Regions from separate parts of the Mus musculus genome. Here region 2 is linked to region 1. A link is a contact called in public Hi-C data. All regions are on one chromosome and are shown on one strand. Each heading gives the region's core, a stretch centred on a gene start, on an enhancer-like site or on the middle of the called end of the contact. The rest is flanking DNA. Distances are from core to core; before and after follow the strand shown.

What was found. A called contact is a pair of places that touch in the nucleus more often than the background predicts.
Region 2: a Hi-C map of the C2C12 cell line shows a contact between it and region 1, with 2.2 times the contacts expected there. The contact joins two enhancer-like sites. A contact is called at or near these places in 2 of 15 datasets of contacts at CTCF or cohesin (CD8 T cells and the NIH/3T3 cell line) and 2 of 484 Hi-C or Micro-C datasets (the C2C12 cell line and liver).

What each region holds. Positions count from the first base shown.
Region 1 is chr15:59,152,739-59,157,055 of GRCm38.p6, forward strand. No RefSeq gene overlaps it. Among named protein-coding and RNA genes, the nearest start is that of Mtss1, 73 kb to the left of the region's middle. Within about 2 kb of position 2,108, at least 79 of the 459 cell types and tissues checked have an H3K27ac peak or open chromatin away from gene starts, as enhancers often do. A contact at or near this core is called in the C2C12 cell line, where this site is marked.
Region 2 is chr15:59,228,930-59,233,138 of GRCm38.p6, forward strand. No RefSeq gene overlaps it. Among named protein-coding and RNA genes, the nearest start is that of Gm36617, 15 kb to the right of the region's middle. Within about 2 kb of position 2,327, at least 14 of the 459 cell types and tissues checked have an H3K27ac peak or open chromatin away from gene starts, as enhancers often do. A contact at or near this core is called in the C2C12 cell line, where this site is marked.

The DNA.
Region 1 (4,317 bases), core at 858-3,357:
CATTCTCTACCTTCTACCAAGAGACTGCTCGGGGATTCGAACATGATCCTTCTTAGAATCACAGCCTGGGCAGCTGAAAGGACAACTCGATTATCTCATAGTTGAGGGGCCTAAGTCAGAATCAAGGTATCAGCAGGACTAGTTCCTTCTGGTCCTAAGGGGGACTCCCTTTCTGTGTCTTTATGGGTGATCTGGGCATCCTTGGCTTAGAGTTGTGTTTCAGGTCTCTCTTCTGTGTCACGTGACCTTCTTTCTCAAAGGTCGGTGTCCCCAAGCCTCCTAGTCATTGGGTTTAGGTTCTGTCTTTATTCACTATGGCTTTAATTTAATTACATCCACAATGACCATATTTCCAAATAAGGTCATAGTTATGAGAATGGGGGTTGGGACTGCAACAATCTCTTTTTGGGAGTTGTGACCCAACTCACAACAGTAATCTTTGAATAATAGGGGAATTCATACTCGGGGATTTCCCTTGTGTATATGAAGCGTGAATATCTTAAGAGTTCTGAAGTATAACATGACAGGGAACTCTTTATTACAGCCCCAATTTGTAAGCACACAGCTCCATGAACAGTGGCCTAGCCATGTTCATCACTTAAACCAAGCATAAGAGCCAGGCCCCTTTCTGGATGAAGGACTGCCGTGAACATTGAAAAGAAACTTGGAGCAAGGAGAGGGTAGTGAAGCTGGTGGAGGTATATATACTATAAAGCATATCACACGGTGTGGTTTATACACCTGCCTCTCCAGCTAGGAGGTGTTCACTCTTCTGTAACCCATGTATGTATCGCAGCATACCTGAAGCAGAAGAGACGTTCAACAGCTTGCTGAAATAACGCTTCCTAAACAGAAGCCTAGGTCCCACCGCCAAAGCAGCAGGTGCCACACATCCCGCCCTCCATATGTACGGTCTTACTGGTTTTCTTATTCATGAATGGGATAATTGCAAAGTGGGCGGATCAATAGCCACCTCAGCGCCATCATTGTGAAGATGGAATGAAATACCAAGTGTGAAAACAAGTCTCTCACCACCCAAACATGAATGAGGGCTCTTACAGAGCAGAGGACAGAGAGCCCACCAGACTCCAGCTCACTGAGACACCTGGCACATTGTCCCTTGAAATTTCACTTGCAAAAAAAAAAAAAAAATCAGTTCAAATTGGCGTCAGGACAGCCACATCCTCGGGAGCTGACAGTTAGCCAAGAGACACTGAACAAAGAGCTGCAGTAATTGTCAGCATCTCAAAAAACAAAGGCTGGGTTTAAGGATCAACCTGAGAGGAGGTCGCTGCGGCCCGGGTTTTAAGGCCTAACAAGTAGGGTTCTAGGAATGTTTTCCAGGGAAACAAAACTGAAGAAGTTTAAGTTTAAGTCCATTCATTTGCAAATTGGCGGTCTAAGGGGCTGAGGTCTTCAGCTGTGGGATCAGGAGGGAATGTAGCAGAAGACTGGTTTGTGGCGACAGTGCCAGGCTGCCAGGTGAGGTCTACTAGGATCTTATACTATTACTCTTAATCTTCAAAACAGGTAATCACCTGGTATTCTTCTCTTCATGGAAAAGTGGCAAAGAGTTCAGGGCCGGACCTGCCCAGTGGTTGGCTGGTACTCCCAGCAAAACAGAAATTTAAACTCAAGGCAGTGTGACTCCAAGCTCCCGGCCAGAGGCAGGGTTGGGTGTGAAGGTTGTCCTTTGTTCTTGATGCTTAGCCCCCTCCTCCCAGCTCCCAGTGCACACGTGTGTCTGGAGGCCTCTTTGGCCTGGTCTGGGGCAGTGTTGTCTGATCACCCTCTCCTGTTCAGTGTGAGGACAGTCAGCTATTTGTCGGAAAGCCAGAGGCAAAAGAGTTCAGACGCCTTTTGCTTCCTGAGTAGGGAGGTGGCTTTGCCCTGTGGGGAGCATCAGTTGGAGGGAGATGAATTTAGCTGCCCTCCCTGGTTGGTGATGGGGGAGGGTCTTGTCAGCCAGAGGATGTAGGCTTAGCTCCAAAAGGGCTTTTGTCTGAGGCTGGGCCTTAAGCCAGAGTGACATTCTTTGGTGCAGGCTGCCAGGCCACCACTGAGTGGGCACCTGCGGGGCAGCTAAGGAAGGAGTGAGGGGCCTGTCTTTCTTCCGCAGAGGAGAGCATGTGGGGATGGAATCTGCCATTTGAGGGTCCCTGTGGTGCTGAGGCTATGTCTGTGGTTGCTCCTGGCTGCAGAAGACATGCCAGGGCCCAGGCAACCCAGGAATGTGGGCAATTAACATTTTAGCTTCTGTCATGTCTGATAAAAATCCCCACAGGATGAAAGGAATCCACTCTATCTTGCAAAGTGCAGCAGAAGAAACCTAAGACCACAGAAAGACCTGAAAGCCTCTGCCACAGCTCCCTGTGAAGAGTGGGTACCACCACCCTTGGCTGAAGACGTGCTTTGTGTCCCCCTGAGCCCTCTGCACAGGTGGGTCTGCCATGTCCCCTGCTGTGGGTGATGGCTGCTGATTCTCACAAAGGCCTCTTCTCTGGGGACTTTCCCTTTTCCTTCAGGAGCCACCCTCAACAGGGAGGTTGCATAAATTATTTGCATCTTGAGGGTCCTCCACTGCAGCCAGTGCCTGACAGAGTACCCTAAGGGGGCAGCAGGCCTAGGGAGTAGTTCACTGTCCAGAGCCCTGTAGGACCAGTCTGAGTTAAGACTTTGACCAACATCACTGACATTAGCTCATCCCTTGCTAGTACTGCTCTCTTGCTCTCCCTCCCCTGCCTCTTCTGTGAGTGTGTGTATGAGTGAGTGTAGTGTGTGTGTGTCTGTGTGTGTTTCTTTGAATGTGCACATAGAAACTAGAGGTTAATGTCAGGATTTTTTTTTCTCTCATTCATCACTTTATTTTTGGAGACAGGCTCTCTCAAGAAAGCCAGAACTTGCTATTTTGCCTAGACTGGCTAGCCATGGTGCCCTGAGGAATCCTCTTGTCTCCACCCTGTCTAGTGCTAGCATCGCAGATGTGCCATGCCCAGCTCGTGTCTGAACTTAGCTCCTCATGTCTGCATGGCAAACACTTTACCACAGAGCCATCTTCCCAAATCTCACCCCAGCACATCCTCTTACATGAGAATCCCAGTACTTGGAGCTGGTGAAGTAAGTGGCTTAGAGGTTAAGAATGCTTCCTGCTCTTCCAGAAGTCCCGAGTTCACATACCACTGGGCACAACTGCCTGTAAACTCCAGTTTCCCAGGATCCGGCGCCCACAGATATCTGCCTGTCTATACATTAAAAAAAAAAATCTTAAAGAAAAAGAAGAATTTCAGTACTTCAGTACTTGTTCTCCTATCTCATGAATACTACTTCTCTCATGAATCCATTTCAGTGAGCAACTCTTGAAGATTCCCAGTATCCCAGATACATTTGCTGTAGGTGAAGACAGCAAGAAAGCAAGTCACTGTAGCTTTTCCGCCAGTGAACTTACAGCCCAGGCTAAGTGGTTCCCAGACTTGATGTTCCCACGTGACACTGGCATCTTCAAGTGTGCTGGGCCACATTTATGGCTATCCTGGGATACACGGAGCCTGCAGCTTAGACATGCCTGGTAGGGAAGAAGAGGAATAGGAAACAGTCACAAAAAATTCAGTTATGGTTGTGACGAACATTCGGCACCAGCAGCAGAGCTCAACATCTGTTCTACACTTGACTCTGGAACACCCGGGTGGGGCTCTGAAAACTCCATTTCTAGGCAGCAGCCGTCTTTTTTGCTGGGTTCTGCTAATAGGAGACATGAGGAAGTCAGAGGAGAACAGGAACCTCTTTCTGTTTTCTCTCGTTCTTGGCCAACATCACTGCACCCATGTGTGTCCTCTCTTAGATGACTGAGTGCCCACTCTGCCTAAAGCAGCATCTGGCTCCCATCCCCATGCCCAGCCCCGCACCGCTTCTTCAGATGTACCAGCAGGAGCTAGGGGCTTCTCTGTCCTGCAAACATCCCCATGTCCTTTTGTTTCCCAGTTCTAGGATTGGCCACTCTATCCTGCTAATCCCTGACTTACTTCAATCTCTTTCTGTGTACAATCCAACGACACCTATAACCACTCCCCTTTATTAAAGTCCTCCAGAATAGAATACCTCTTATGTTTTGATAGTTCCACCTGGACCTAAACCAGATGTGGAACATCAACCATTCCAGTGAATCAGCACAGGTAGCTCTAAAGAAACACATTTAGGTCTCTGGCTTAAAGGATCAGTAAGGCTCATTGGGTGAGGGCGTGTGGAAGACGTGAAGTAGAGAGGAAATGTAGTCTTTGGAGGCCTAGGTCACCTAGATAAACGGAGGAAGGGAATAGTCAC
Region 2 (4,209 bases), core at 1,077-3,576, 76 kb after region 1:
GTAGAACTCTCAGCTCTGCCTACACCATGCCTGCCTGGATGCTGCCGTGCTCCTACCTTGATGATAATGGACTGAACCTCTGAACCTGTAAGCCAGCCCCAATTAAATGTTGTCCTTATAAGAGTTGCCTTGATCATGGTATCTGTTCACAGCAGTAAGATCCTAACTAAGACACTCTCTTAGCTAAAATTCAGGGAGACTAAATGGCTAGTCAGGTCTCCCTGAGATCAAACCTGGGACAGCGTTTTAATACCCAGTGTCCATTTCTTCTATGGTAACAGCCTCTTGGTGTTATTTTGACGCCCCCTTATCTGGTAAACTGTAGGTCTGTGCCTTCTGACAAAGGGCTAGGCCTGTATTGTGGCTTCTGGGGAAGAAGGTGATGACATGTAGTAGAGCATCCTGCCTCACCCTACGAGTCATCAGGTCTGGTGGCAGACCACTGGCTCTCACCCCCTCCTCAGTTCTGAACTTTCCTTCTTCTTCACTTCTGCAGGTTCTGTTCTACCCAGCACATGCCTCTCCTGCCTTTTTTCCCACAGTTGAAATAGCAAGAGCCTAAGAGACCTTTTGCTGCTGCTGCTGCTGCTGCTGCTGCTGCTGCTGCTGTCAGCTACCAGCATTGCTTCCTTCCTATTAGGCCCAGGAGAGGTTGTGGAGGCCAGCCTGGGACGGCAGAACTAGTGGCTAAATGGTTCTATTGCTTTACTCTCATCTGCTCAGATGCTCTCACTGTGCCTCTTAGCTGGATGTTTGAATGTCTGGTCGCATTTTTTTTTTTCATAGCATGGGATGGGTTTTAGGAGGTTAGCTTTCTCTGCCATGTTGTCTTTGTCAGGGCCAAAGAATCACTGAAGGAAGATGCCAGACTCAAATAGTATGCAAAAACAAAGATCATTTATTCTGAAGAAAGAGCGTGCAGGGGTCGACCATTCATCAAAATGGTGACAACCTATGGGGCTCACAGTCCCCCTTTAATGCAGGGCAAGGGGAATTTTCCAGAAGGGCTAGGTAACCTCTAATATGATTGGCAGCCAGAATGCAGTGCCATTAGTACAATTTTGATTGGTTGTTAAGTTAGCATAATTATATTTGATGAGACCTTGAAGAGTTTCAGAGACCAGCTCAGTTCTGGCCTTGTTATCTCCTCTGGCCAGGTGTCCCAGGAGCAGATTCAGCTCCAGACTTGTCCCCTCTAAGTCAGGGTTGTCACTCATCAACCGCTCATTGTTGGTGGACTCTGAGGAGTCCAGCTTGCTTCTTGGGGGATTGAAAATTTTTATTCCCAAGGTTTTTTGGACTTTTCAGTCTTAATGAACACAGAAAACTTGAACTTATCTTGGAGAATAAACTTAAAATAGTGGAAACTGTGGTCACACTGGGACAATATTTAAGGGAATGAGGTCACTTTCGCAATAATCCTCAATTCACTGCACTTGGGAGGACCACCTTTTCATTGTGGCTCAGGTCAGAGGCTACAAAATGGTGGCCCATGAACCGTAGCTGACATGATGTGTCATGTGGTTTGAGGAGCACTGGTAGGCTTTAATGTTGCTGTTTAAAACTTAAGATACTTCACTTGATTTGTCTTGAGTCAAAGAGCAGAGTCTGTTGGTGCCATAGGGTCCTGCTTCTTACTAGCAGTTCTATTAGAGCTGGGGACTGGCTTCTGAATAGGTTCAAACACCCCAGTTTGCTCCAGCTTCTATATAGTTCTATTTATTTCCTTGAACTATGACTCACTGAAAGCATCTTCAGCTCCCCCAGACAGAGTTGACTGAACACCTGTTGAGGAGTTAGATATTACTCTGGATAAAACAGTCCCCTGGGGATATGAATAAATAACTCAAAGCCCTGGAGCTCATGGGGTCAGGGAAGGAATCCAAAATGTAAGAGGAGGAACCAGACATTAGGCCCTGCCTGACTCTAGCAAACAAAACTCCACCAATACAAGACAGACTCTTGTTACCAGAATACCTCAGTCAGTCACTGTGTATATACTCTGTCAAGTTCACAGATTTACTGTTTCTCAGCTTCCCCATTATATAAAGAAATATTGAAATTAAAATTAAAACCATCAGTCAATTCTTGCCTTGTAGGGTTATCCTGGGCTGTAATAAAGTAACACACTTAAAATCATGTCTAGAATACACTAAGCATTCAATAAATGTTAAACTCCCTGTATTACAATATTTGTAGTCTGTGTGCTTGTACAAAGTACATTCCCATAAGCAAAACCCAGTTTTAAGTAAGTTTTCATATGAAAGCTGAAGTGACTATCCCTAGAGGGTAAATAATTAACTAAAAAACATTTGCCTAGGAAGCACTTAGACAGAGACAGGCTTCACCAGGTCCTGAACACCACCGGGCTCTATACCTGGGTTTCTCTTTATTGTCATGACTCCCACAAACACAGCTTTCTGGTGAAAGCATAGAGCTATGAGCTTTTTAAAACAATGGACCGATTCAGTGGTTCTCAGTCTGTGGGTCATGACCCTTTGGGAGTTGCCTATCAGATACTTACACTAGGATTTATAACAGTAGCAAAATTACAATTATGAAGTAGCAACAAAAATAATTTTATGGTTGGGGGTTGTTGGGGTCTGGGAGTTGCTCCACAAACCAGAGAAACACCAATCTCAGTAAGACAGGGATGGTTTATTGAACGCACACACTAATACTGAGCCGATCAGGGATATAGCTCAGAATTATCTGAGCTGTGACTACAAATATTTCTCAGGGCAGGCATATGAAGGGAAAAGACAGAAGACAATGAGCTCATATGCAGGTACTGGAAGTGCTGCCCGGTGGCCAGCTCTGACTCAAGCCATTTTTAGACATAACAGTTCATGTTGACATTTAACTTGATAGGTCTTATAAAAAATTTGTGAAATTTCCTAAGATTAACAAATCTCATACAGAGCTTAAAGGGTATGAGGTCAGCATGACCCTGCTGTGAGTCAAGTTATTTTTCTGTGTCAATGATTGGCAGGTATATTACAGCAACAATATGAAATAGCTGGCAGGCATGGAACAAAATGGCTACAGCTATGCTGTGGGCAGACCTCAACAAGGGTTATCATAACATGAGGAACTATATTAAAGTGTTTCAGCATTGAGAAGTTTGAGAACTATTGCCCTAAGTGAATGTGTTGGCTTGTGCTTATAATCCTAGCACTTGTGAGCCTGAGGCAAGAGTATTGACATGAGTTTGAAACCAGCCTGGGCTACATAGTGAGTTCAAAGCCAACAGAGTCAAGAAAAGTAGCACCCTGTCTCAAAGAAAAGCAGAGGGAGGGACTGGGAAGATAGTTCCATGCTGAGGACGAGCCTTAGCTTGGGAGAGGGTCCTGAGGAAGGGGTGTCTGGGACCAGTGAATGAATTACTTAGAGTCAGTGATGGATGCAAGCTGACAGCTCTGTGTTCCGCTCGAGATAGCTCTCTGAGATAGCACTCTCTTGCAGATCAAAGTCTATGTTTTATTTTGCATAAGCTACTTCTTCAGGAATTACATATCAATTCAATCATTTACTCCAGGCTCCCTTTTGGTTAACCCATGAATCATCATTTCCTGACCTTAGCCCCTTTGATTCTAAAGACAAACACGTGGCTGAAGCTGCTGAGTTCTGCTGCTTGCTAGAGCTGGAACATGGGCCACTCGTTCTATTACATTATCACCAGCTTTCTGTTTTCCAACGCCTTCACTAAATAAGTTTGGCTGCCCTGGAACTTGCTCTGTAGACAGACCTTGAGCTCAGAGATCTGCATGGCTCTGTTTCCTGAATTCTGGGATTAAAGGTGTGTACCACCATGCCCGAGACATAAGCTTTTCTTAGAAATTTTTCCTAGAACTTGCTCTGTCCCAGGCTGGCTTTCAGTTCAAAAATATGTTTGCCTTTATCTCCTGGGATTAGAGGTATACCACCATTCCTGGACCTAAGATTTTCATGGCCACTATTCCTCATGATCTGGATCAAAACCTGTGTCTTTCAGCCTCAAGATCTGAATCATGATTGTGCCCTTCATTTCTGGATTATAGTTCATTCCAGACTAACAGTCCAAACTAATCCTTGTTCAATTGCAAACACAAACAATAAGTTTAGCTGAGTGGGATCATGCTCTGAGATCACCACTCCCTAAACCTCTTTAGCTTCTGCCTTGATATCTTCTTGATAAAGCTTGCTGCGCCCACCTCGGCTGGCAAGGAA